3 separate regions of the Mus musculus genome follow, and all the other regions are linked to region 1. A link is a contact called in public ChIA-PET data. All regions are on one chromosome and are shown on one strand. Each heading gives the region's core, a stretch centred on a gene start, on an enhancer-like site or on the middle of the called end of the contact. The rest is flanking DNA. Distances are from core to core; before and after follow the strand shown. Region 1 overlaps Ostm1 (osteopetrosis associated transmembrane protein 1). Region 2 holds the start of Afg1l (AFG1 like ATPase). Region 3 overlaps Scml4 (Scm polycomb group protein like 4).

The links. ChIA-PET counts read pairs in DNA pulled down with a chosen protein or histone mark.
Region 2: an RNA polymerase II ChIA-PET map of memory CD8 T cells shows a contact between it and region 1, with 43 read pairs. The contact joins the promoter of Afg1l here to the enhancer-like site in region 1. A contact is called at or near these places in 1 of 39 promoter capture datasets (hippocampal neurons), 1 of 484 Hi-C or Micro-C datasets (CD4 T cells), 2 of 115 datasets of contacts at active chromatin or transcription factors (embryonic stem cells and memory CD8 T cells) and 1 of 9 other capture datasets (liver).
Region 3: a contact with region 1 is called in an RNA polymerase II ChIA-PET map of memory CD8 T cells, with 89 read pairs. The contact joins two enhancer-like sites. A contact is called at or near these places in 7 of 39 promoter capture datasets (the 3T3-L1 cell line, embryonic stem cells, frontonasal cranial neural crest and 3 more), 1 of 15 datasets of contacts at CTCF or cohesin (CD8 T cells), 1 of 484 Hi-C or Micro-C datasets (CD4 T cells) and 3 of 115 datasets of contacts at active chromatin or transcription factors (CD8 T cells, memory CD8 T cells and thymic regulatory T cells).

The regions. Positions count from the first base shown.
Region 1 is chr10:42,697,553-42,701,120 of GRCm38.p6, reverse strand. Ostm1 (osteopetrosis associated transmembrane protein 1) reads right to left here. Exons shown (of 6, transcript NM_172416.3): 5 at 2,848-3,013; 6 at 1-638. The coding sequence ends at 583. Among named protein-coding and RNA genes, the nearest start is that of Ostm1, 20 kb to the right of the region's middle. Within about 2 kb of position 1,895, at least 36 of the 459 cell types and tissues checked have an H3K27ac peak or open chromatin away from gene starts, as enhancers often do. A contact at or near this core is called in CD8 T cells, memory CD8 T cells and thymic regulatory T cells, where this site is marked.
Region 2 is chr10:42,476,789-42,480,356 of GRCm38.p6, reverse strand. It overlaps Afg1l (AFG1 like ATPase), which reads left to right and starts at 1,792. Exons shown (of 13, transcript NM_145743.2): 1 at 1,792-2,094. The coding sequence starts at 1,956.
Region 3 is chr10:42,895,996-42,899,563 of GRCm38.p6, reverse strand. The region is part of intron 1 of Scml4 (Scm polycomb group protein like 4); the gene reads right to left. Among named protein-coding and RNA genes, the nearest start is that of Gm34006, 29 kb to the right of the region's middle. Within about 2 kb of position 1,728, at least 90 of the 459 cell types and tissues checked have an H3K27ac peak or open chromatin away from gene starts, as enhancers often do. A contact at or near this core is called in CD8 T cells, memory CD8 T cells and thymic regulatory T cells, where this site is marked.

The sequences.
Region 1 (3,568 bases), core at 646-3,145:
CAGGGAACTAGAGAACATTATTTTAATGTATGATATATTAAGTATACATTACATATATACATCTATGTATACGTGTATATATATATGTGTGTGTGTGTGCATGTATGTATATACATACAACAATACTACAATGGGAATTCACTTAAGTTAATCACTGAGCCTGCTACCATTTGGCAAGTATGTTTCTTTTTCAGAGTGGGCTCCCAGTGACTAATGTGTAAATAGCAGACCTCAGCCTTTTCTGCTTTGTGTACTTCTGCTAACGAGGATAAATCAGAAGTGTCCAGTAGTCATTCATATGCCTGAGAAAAAAGCCCTCACTTGTTATTGTAACAGATATACCTTAAAATATGTAACATTGCTATGTTTGAAAACTAAAAATACAGAAATCTTCAAAAAAAAAAAAAGGGGTGCTCAGGAAAAGGGAATTTGAGAACCCTTATTCAGAATAAATTATAGGTCTGCAGTCCCAACATTTCGTGAGAATGCAACTTGTCCGACCTTGGCTCATCTTCTTCTCGACTGTGCTGTGGTCTAACACTTACTGGCACAACGTGAGGTCGAGTCCCCGTTTTGCAGGCTTCAGGTGGCATTTTCTTGAATGTTGGCAAAACTGGTGCTCGACTTGAGACGTTTGGCTGGGGAGAGACACAGGGCTGAGTTTAAATTCCTGCTCTCGAGGGCTTACCCAGTGCTTACATGCAAACCACTATATTGTCTATTGATTGGCTTAACATGGCTTGATCCAATTTTCCTAGACGTAAAACCTAAGGTTTTTTTTTTAATGAAGAGCATAAAATTAAATTAAGTAGAAGCTACTACCCATGACTTTGTTAAGAGCAGTACCTAATAAAACAGGCATCCACGCTTTCTTGAGCACTGCAATGTTAACGTGTACATAAAGAATAACAAGGAAAGTCCAAGCTAGAAATCAAGCTCTAAACATCTCTTAAAAGACAAGAGTGTTTACAAAGCTTCTACCCCAGTCATTGTTAATTACGAAGTCTGAAGAATTCCTCCTAAGAGCTGGACCAAGACACCACCATAGCTAATACAATCAGGGAAAGGAAAGAATACGTACCGAAGGACAGAACATTGCCTCTATTTTCAGACAAAAGCATTTTTTTTTCAAGTAGGGCACGCGGTGTGTGCCTGTGATCCTGGAACTTAGGAGATTAAGAATGGAGGATTGTGAGTTTGAAGCCAGCCTGGCCTACATAGCAAATTCCAGGCTAGCCTGTGCTACACGGCGAGACCCTATCTCAACACATTCATGCTGGGCGCCAGTTCAGTGGTAAAGGGTATTGCTAACACTTATAAAGTTCTAGCTTCAATACCTAACACCAAGCAAGAACAACAAAACACACATATTGTGTGTGTGTGTGTGTGTGTGTGTGTGTGTGTGTGTAAATGTCACAATGAAATACATTATTCTGAGTTGGCAGCAGTGGCAGGAACCTTTAATCCCAGCGGACAGAAGTGGATCTCTATGAGTTTGAAGCCAGCCTGGTCTACTGCACAAGTTCCAGGATAGCCAGAGCTACACAGAGAAACCATGAGTCAAAAATAAATAAATAAATAAATAAATAAATAAGAAAAAAAGACTCTAGTTTTAAAAAGAATGGTTCTTTTAAAGTTGAGTTATATATCACATATAGCACTATTAGCAAAATATGTAATATTCAGCTATGATTATGATGGCCATGGCATTGAGCCACTAGGTTTAAATAGAATCATGGCCCATAGCCACCTGGCGAGGTCGTGCGTTGAACAGTTGAGTGCAAATGTTTCTCATGCTCTAGAACTGAAAACCCACAGTGTCACCTGCAGTGGGAGTGGCACCCGTGGTGGGAGTGGCACAGGCTGAGATCTGAGAACTGCTGGCCTCATAGGAGGAGCTGCAGCAGGGCTCAGGCGCCTCTATTTCCTTGCCTTGTTTTAAGCTCTGCACAACTCTCAAAGACATAACCATGCCACAGAGCAGTCACATGTCATCAGTTCATGCAGGGAGGAAGGCAGGAGGTGGGGGGAGGGAGAGCAATCGGCCATGAGCATCGGCACATGAACTCTTCACTCACACGAGTATTTGGGGTTATTGTATGTGTCTGTCTGTCTGTCTGTCTTTCTCTCTGTATGGTTTTATTGTTTATTTGCTTTGGTCTTTTGCTGTGTTAATTTGTTTGTTTTTGAGTCAGGTTTGACCTGTGAAGCCATGGCTGGCTTAGAACTCGTCATGTAGACCAGGCTGGCTTTAACTCAAGGATCCATCTGCTTCTGCCTCCTGAAAGCCATATTGCCTGACATTATTTGATCCAAGATTTTTTTTCCATAAAGAATTTCACAGGGATAGTATTTTGATGCTAACATTAAAACAGACTATAGTATTCTTTTGTACAACAAATGTCTGCGAGCACTCACTATGCCCGGGCACTTTCTAGGTACTGGCAATATGACAGACGGTATACAAGGAAACAACTTCTTCTTCTGATGATCTTTATGATCCAATCAAGGGAGACGAATCAAGTAGAACAAACAAATGAGAGAGTTAAGTGACCTCAGCTGTCAGCAGCAGCAAAGCCGCCGGCTTACTGCCTGCGTGCCATAAAGAAAGAGCACAAAGTCTGGTGATGGCTCGGCAGGTAAAGGCACTAGCCACATCTTTCTTAAATAGATCTGTACCTTTCCCCTACATTATGATGATGAAGGTTGAATCCACGGCCTTGTGCATACAGGTAAGAGCTTTGACGCTGTACCCCCAGCCCCTTGACCCCGTAATCTTTTTTGACCCCGTAATCTTTTACGTAGGTGCTCGGCTAAATGGATGGATGACTACAGAAGGGAACTTACGTAGAATGAGTTTGCGTTTCTTTTGCTCTGAGTGAAGGAAGCTACTGAGGTAGAAGACGACAGGCAGGAAGAGAATGAACACAGACACAGCAACCACGGACACCGTGTCGCTGCAGGTGACCGAACAGTTGAAGGTTCGACTCCAAAGCTTCCGAGTAATGTTCATCTAGAGAAACAAATATCATATTATAGTCTCTTTACTTAAAGTTTAATTAAAGTTCTCTTTAATGTCTTAGTATATTTTTGCAATCCAAACATCATTTAAAACAGCGTTAAAAATCTACTGATAGTTGAGAACAATTTCTTCTGCTAGGAGAAAAAAAGCTGGTTTACAATTAGTAACTGTATAATATTTGGTATTATTTTATTTTGGAGACTCTCTGTGCAACCCTGGCTATTTTGGAGCTCACTCTGTAGATCAGGCTGGCCTCGAACTCAGAAAAAAAAAACAAAACAAAACACACACACACAAAATAAGGTATATTCTAAATACATAATTATCACTGAGATATACCAGAATGTCAGTAATTTTATCTCCCAGAGAATGTGTAGTTATAAAACCAGAGTAAAGACTCTGTCTCCTGGTTAAAGGTGATTTAGTACTAAGAGCTGTTAAACAAGTACAGTCATGGGGCTGAGAGGTAAAAACCCCAAGCCCTATGAGCAGCCATGCTCGGTGCCTTTGCCTATCCTAAGCACCACTCGATGGTCCAGAGCAGTG
Region 2 (3,568 bases), core at 543-3,042, 220 kb after region 1:
TCTTTGAGTTCAAGGCCAGCCTGGTCTATGGAGCTAGAGTTCCAAGACTGGATGTGTACATCAGCAGATACGGTTGTTCTGGTCAGAGCTTGGAGAGGGAAGAAGGGAGGGAGGGAGGGAGGGGGGAGAGAGAGAGAGAGAGAGAGAGAGAGAGAGAGAGAGAGAGAGATCCAAATCCATCTTTGAGATCCTGACTGGAAGCTTGGGTTTAAGTCGTAGGAAAGAGGTACAACAACTCAGCCGTCCAGGTCAGGTGTGACCTGTGCATCACTGGCCCACCATTGCCCAGCTCCAGTGTGTCCTACAAGCTGGTTCTGCACTGTCTGAACCGTGTGACGTCACTTCCGGGAGCCCAGCTTCTCCCTTTTCTGGTTGGCACCAGGCTTCAACCTTTTCCTTGTCCCAGCGTGGGATTCTTGGGAGCAGTTTGATTTCTTAGGGCCATTGTTTCAGTAGTGCAATAGCCAAAGGGAAAGAAGACACAAGTGTCTCTTTAGACTATCTTCAGTCCCATCGGGGTGGGTACATACTTTGACATATTAGCAGAGAAAAGGCTTGAAGTTACTCTGCCATACTACACCTTCCATTTCCTGTTTCTTCAGAATTCCTCTTCTGGTGACCACAATTTGGTTTCCTGGAATTCTTCTTAGTGTTCTCTTTTTTGGTCACACAATTGAAACTTTGTTTCCTCCTTCCTAGGAATGCTAGACTTTCTTGTTTTCCATAATTCCCAGCTAAATGTTCAGGTCTTTTAGATATGATCCACGGTTGAAGGGTTTACTTTTTTGTTGTTGTTGTTGTTGTTTTATTTATTTTTAAGGATGTAACTATGTAGTTGGACTTCTAACCCTGCTGTCTACATTTCCCAAATGCTAGGATTGCTGTTTGTGCTTTTTCTTCCCAGACTGGTGAATCTTGGGCTTCCTGCTAACTAGGCAAACACTCTATCAGCTGAACACCACCCGACAACCCCTGGGAAGGTCTTTGTCTTTTGTTAAAAGTTAATCTTGTATGGACTAGAGAAGTGGCTCAACTGTTTAAATAATGTGTAACTTATGCAGCCGACAAGGGTTTGGTTCGTAGCACCCACGTTGAGTGGCCCACAGCTGCCTTTAATCTCAGCCAGCTCTGGGGGGATCAATGCCCACTTCTGGCCTCCAGAAGAATCGCTTTCAATATAGGACACACACACCTAGACAAAAATATAATCTCCGTACTCCTCCACAACAGTGCTCTCTCCTTGATCCCACTATTGTCTTTAGCTGCAGCGTTCATCTAGCCAAAGGGTCGCCAGCCTCAAATGAGGGCAGTCGCAAATTCAAGTGGTCACACCATCCCATGACTGCCACATCCACCAGCTGTCAGTCTGGGCCCTTTGGCTTTCCTGTCCCACTTATAAGCTTCTTCAAAGCATGAAAACATGTGCTATATAGAAGATAATTTCTATTACTCAACAGCTCAAACAGAAAGTGGCAGAAACACATTTCAGGTACCCTTCAGAGACACGTTGGACACCGAAAGAAAAGTAAATTGAGGCTATATTATAGCAGATTGGACGAGGTATAATATATACCTCTTGGTCACCTTCATATTATGCGGTCTTAGAAGGTTCACGATTATTACTACAAGCTACAATTGGTTTCTCAGGCCTGGAGAACTAGGGTTTCAGTGGGGGCGGGGTGGAGAGTTGGTTCTAGCCGCCTCTCAGCGGGGTGGGGCGCACCCGCGACTGTCAGGACACGCCCCCTCAAGGCGCGAGGCCTCTCGGGACTTGTAGTCCCAAGGCCCACCGGAAGGCGTGAAGGGCAGGCGTTGCAGCCTTTCTAAGCTTGAGGTCATCTCTCTTTAACGCTCTCTCATTTTCAGGCGTGGCCTCCTGGAGCGCCACAGCACCCGGCTGCTCCGTCGCGTCTTCTGGGTTACAATAAAGTTTTCCTCCCTGTACGGAGCTCAAGATGGCGGCCTCCTGGTCGCCCTTGGTTACTCTGCGCTCCGCCGCGCGCAGCCGGCTGACTGGGAGAGGTGTTGGGTGCGGGGCGCGGGTCGTCGCAATCCCTCCTCCGGCCCCTGGCCCTGGGAAACCCCTGTGGAAAGGTCAGTGACCGTGTCACGAGCGGGCCGCGCAAGGCCCTGGGGTCACCCCACTGTCTGATCCCTCCCAGCTGCACCCGTGGCTTCACAAGTTGTAAGGATCCTAGAGACGAGTTCGTGTCTATTGACCTTTTGCATCTCGTTGCCCCAAAGAGCGCTGAGCGCCTCAGGCAGCTGCCCAGAGTAACTTCCATTTGAGGGTCAGAGGCCAACCCAGTTCTTCCCCAGGTAACCCAGGCCTGGAGAGGGCAGGTGTGCAAGAGCCCGGCTTGGAGGGATGGGGGTAAGCAAGATGGGGTTGGTGTGTGGGGAGCCTTTCACCCCAACCCATCTGGGCTCTTAAGGCTGGTGATGGACTTAATGGTCATGTCAGTCAGGGACCCTATGCCCCCTCCCCGCCCATTTTCTCGATGCAGTCTTAAATTCCTAGGGCATCACTTTGTCTGTTTGTCTGTCATTTATCTGTTTTGCCCCTGACCTTCGATTCTTTCGTTCTACTGTCATGTGTCTGTGAATGAGTGGTTAGCCAAATTACAATCACGTGGTCTCACTGTGTGGTACAGGCTGGCCACGAACTTGAGAACCTCCTGCTGCTCTTTCCCAGAAGTGCTAATTTTACCTCTCTTCACTGGACTGGTTTCTCAAAAGACAGCAAACCCTGTGTCCTTATTTCCTTGGCACGTAGGATGGTGATTGGTGTCTGATGAGCAGATATTTTCAAATGAACGACGTTATTCTCATGGTCTTCCTCAGTCACCTTTCCTCATCTCCAAGAGCTTCTTTATATACCTTCAAAATCGGATATAATTTAACAGAGTATATATATGCAAATGCCGATTCTCATCGTCTCAAGATAGGTTTTTTTCCCCCCTCAGTCATTGAAATAAATACCAGACTGTGAGCTTTACATGGCCCACTTAGCAAAGGGCCTTGCTATCAAGCCTGAGTTCAATCCCTAGGACCCATATGGCAGAGGGGAAGTACCAACACCCACCACTTGTCCTCTCTTGCGCGCGCGCACGCGCACACACACACACACACACACACACACAAAATAAGTAAAGTAAAAAATATTCCTTTCTATTTTATAAACAAGAGAAATGCTGAAGTATAAATCTCATTAATTGAGTCTGGATTACAGTTTCTGCCCCTTTCTTTACTCCCCCCCCCCACACCCGCCATCAAGAAATAACCCCAGGAGGGTTATTTCTTTTTCCCCTCTTGTTTGAAGTTTCATTTACAAAGCTGGCTTAAACAAAGGCAGGAAGGAAGCCTTGGGAGAGACCATGAGGACAGGAAGGGCAGGATTTGGCTTGATTTTCAGCAGTACTGTGCTTTGAACCCAAGGTCTCCTGTGCACTAGGCCACCCTTCTGCCACAGAGCTATAGGTTCAGTTCTTTTTTTTCTTTTCTTTTTTTTTAGTTTTTTGAGACAGGGTTTCTCTGTATAGCCCTGGCTGTCCTGGAACTCACTTTG
Region 3 (3,568 bases), core at 479-2,978, 200 kb before region 1:
CAAGTGTCCTCCTGACACAAGAGTCTTCATTTTACCCTTGGCTGGATGAAAAGGAGCCACTTCAGGGAGGTGTTTTAGGAGGGTGGGGTGATGGTGGTAGGGGGTTTACCTCTTTTCCCATAGCTCTGACTGCAAGTTGCTAGTCCAGCTGAAATTTTTTATTTCCAATTCCTTCTCTGGGCTGTAACTAAATGCTCTTTCTCATAACGAAATGCGCAATCATGTCTATCTCTCTTGATACAGTTGAGGCCTGGGTAAAGACCATCTCTTGTGTGCTGTATGGAAGCATCACCTGTTGATAAAAAGCTGATTGGCCGATGAGCTGAGACAAGAAACAGGAGGTGAGAGTTCTGGGAGGGAGAGCGGAATTCTAGGATAGAGTCAGGCGCAGGAAGAGATTCGCCCTGAACTCTGAGGAGACAGATGCATGAAACTTAGGAGAGTAGCTAGCCTTACGACAGCCTCAGACTAGATTTAACGTGATAACTGAGTTACAAGCCCGAGCTTATGGCCTAGGCTTTTATTCACATAGAATTAAGTTTCAGAGTTGTTATTACAGGAACTGGGGTGCAGGTGGGAAAGCCCATGGTTGCAGCTCTGTGTCCGGGTTTAATTGATTTGGACTTTTGAGACAGGGTCTTGCCATGTATCCCTGACTAACCTAGCATTTGCTATCTAGACCAGGATGGCTTTGAATTTGCTATGATCTTTCTGCCACTGTCTTCTGGGTGCTGGTATTACAGGTGTGCTCATCTGGCTCCAACTCCAGAGATTTGAACATCTCAGAGATCTAACAAACGTTCACCAAGTAATTGAATGAGTGGTCTGCTGGGCTGCCCCTCATCCAGGACTCTTCCACTGACCAGCACTGAGGACTCTGGCTCCAGACTGGCCATTCGTTTATTAGTGTTAGTAGTGACCCTGTGCTCAGGACTCCACCTGAGGGGTCTTCAATAATCATGGTCTTGGGCCAGCTACGTTTGACTTAATGTGTAAAAACACTCACAACACAATCCCGACAGCCTGAGTTACCTATACCCCCAGAACCTATAAAAAGATGGAAGGAGAGAACCAACTTCACAAAGTTGTTCTCTGACCTCCAAACACATCCTCATTGCATGCACACATACCCATGGCGTGCACACACACTCATGTACATATACATTCATGCACAATTTTTTAAAAAAGCCATTTCCAAACAAGAAAACTACCCCAGCAAGACATGTCACTACAAGTTTCCAAAGTAGGCCTGCCACAGTTTACCTGCTTCATCTCTGTTAGTTTCTACATGGTTCTGAGGCAAGCATCATTGCCCTCGGACTTAGAAGAGAGGCTCCGATGCCTAGATAGATACCATGAGTCCACCACCATCAGTGCTTACTGATGAGAGAGTTCAGATTAACCCCAGAGCTTGGTACACACACCCGGTCAGCCTTGGAGGGAACCTGTCAGAGTGGCAACATTGCAGGTGGGGCACAAGAAGGGATCCTGACTCCTCTGGCCACTTCTTCCATCTCTGAAAGCTGAAAGGGTGGAAGAAAACCCAATGATTCACAGGACGCCCCTGTGACTTAACGCCTGCGGTAGCTGGAGCTGATGCAGATACTGTGAGGGGTTGCTGAAGAGCAATTGCAGCAAGTGCCAGTAGAAGACACTTGTCTGCCAGGGGACTCTAGGCTCACTGCATCTCTGAACCTGTGTTCTGTAGGGCAGGGCAGGGAACCGCACTTTCCAGGACAGCTGTGGGAGTTCTTGTTTTCAGCCAGCCACCACTTCCTGTTTTGTTCTCTGTTTATACTTTATGTTTAATTTAGAGAAAGTGCTTGTGGTTTGGTTGCTTTGGGTTGTTTCCCGTTCAAGATCTACAAAGAAAGCTTTCTTTTCAAGGTGAGAGAGGGGAGAGAGAGAGAGAGAGAGAGAGAGAGAGAGAGAGAGAGAGAGAGAGAGAGAGAACAGAGCAAGTTTCTTTTCAAATACTTTCCTAGGAAGAATAGTAAAGATTTCCCTGATAAAATGACAAAATTCAAATAGTACCAGTCATAACTCTCCAAATCTGGGATATATTCAACAGTCTCCAGAGTATGTGGCTATCTCAAGGACAGTGCTAGCTAACGTTGGTTGCCAACTTGACACACCCGGGAAGAGGGAACCTCATAACCTCATTCATTACGATGGAATTGCTTCCAACAGATTGGCCTGTGGCCATGTCTCTGGACCATTTTCTTGATTCCATCCCTGGGCAGATGGCCCTGGGTTGTATCAGAGAACAGGCTTAGCAAGCTAGGAGAAGCAAGCCAGTAAGCAACATTCCCTCCATGGCCTCTGGTTCAGTTCCTGCCTCTAGGTTCCTACCTGAGTTCCTGCCCTGACTCCTCTCAGTGATGGAGTACGATATAGAAGTGTAACCAAATAACCACTTTCCTCTCTAAGTTGCATCTGGTCCTGGTGTTTATCACAGCAATAGGAGAGCCAGCTAGGATAAGGACAAATCTCTCTGAAATAACCACCTTCACAATGCCCACATTTCACAGAATTTTGGGCACACTACTGTTTACTCTAAAGTCCAGATGTGTAACTCGGATGTCTTCACAAGACAGTCTTTGAAGAATACCGAGGTATCTCAGGCACTTCTTTAGAACTATAGAATGAGATGTAGCAACTCAGTGTTTGCTCTGGAAGACCTACCACCTCCAGCCAGCATGAGCTGCATATAGCAGTCAGGGGTAAACAGCAAGAACAGTGTGGGATCTCAACCAGTACTGCTGCCTCCCCAGCAATCAGGAAAGCCAACATTCGTAGCCAACATTGTGTAGACAACAGCAACATTAGCAGCAAAGGCAACAGCAACATTAGCAGCAAAGGCAACAGCAAGTGCACAGTTATTTTGAAGTTGACTTTGATTCTCTGTGCTTGGTAGTTGGATTTATCTTCCCCAGTAGTTAGAAACATGCAACAATCACAGGCGCTGCCTTTGATAGGTGGTAAGTAGAGTGACAAAGAGGCTAGTGAGCATTGTCCTGAGCTGGCAATCAAATACATCAGGATTTGTCAGGTCTGTGCTACCAGTATACCACTAGGATCCCAAGGGAGCCCGGCATGATAAGTAGGTCCCATGAGATATGAATTACTGCTCTTCCCCCACCCCCCAACACAACGTTCTTTTCTTTTTGTAAAGAACAGAGTAGAAGGAAGTATATTTCCTGATCACTTTGTAGCACCCCCAAAAGATGGCTAGCGGGCAAGAGTATATTTCATTTATTCTCCAAGAAGAATACACCCAGACAGTGGTGTGATACTCAGCTCTGCCTGTCCATATAGCACCAGCGCCATAGAAGTAAAGCTACTGAAACCCTTGCATGGGAAGAGAGGGGCTCGGCAGTCTAGAAAGCCATGAGGCTGGGAAGAAAGGCGGGTGCTGAGTGGCCAGCAAGGCATAAGCCTTGTCTGGGCATGTGAAGCCAGCACTCACTGGTTCACTGTCCCCTGGTACTTCTCCAGGAACCCAGACTCTTCAAACATCAGGCATGTGGGGGCTGAGAAGGGAATACATAAAGTGAGGGGGCCGGAG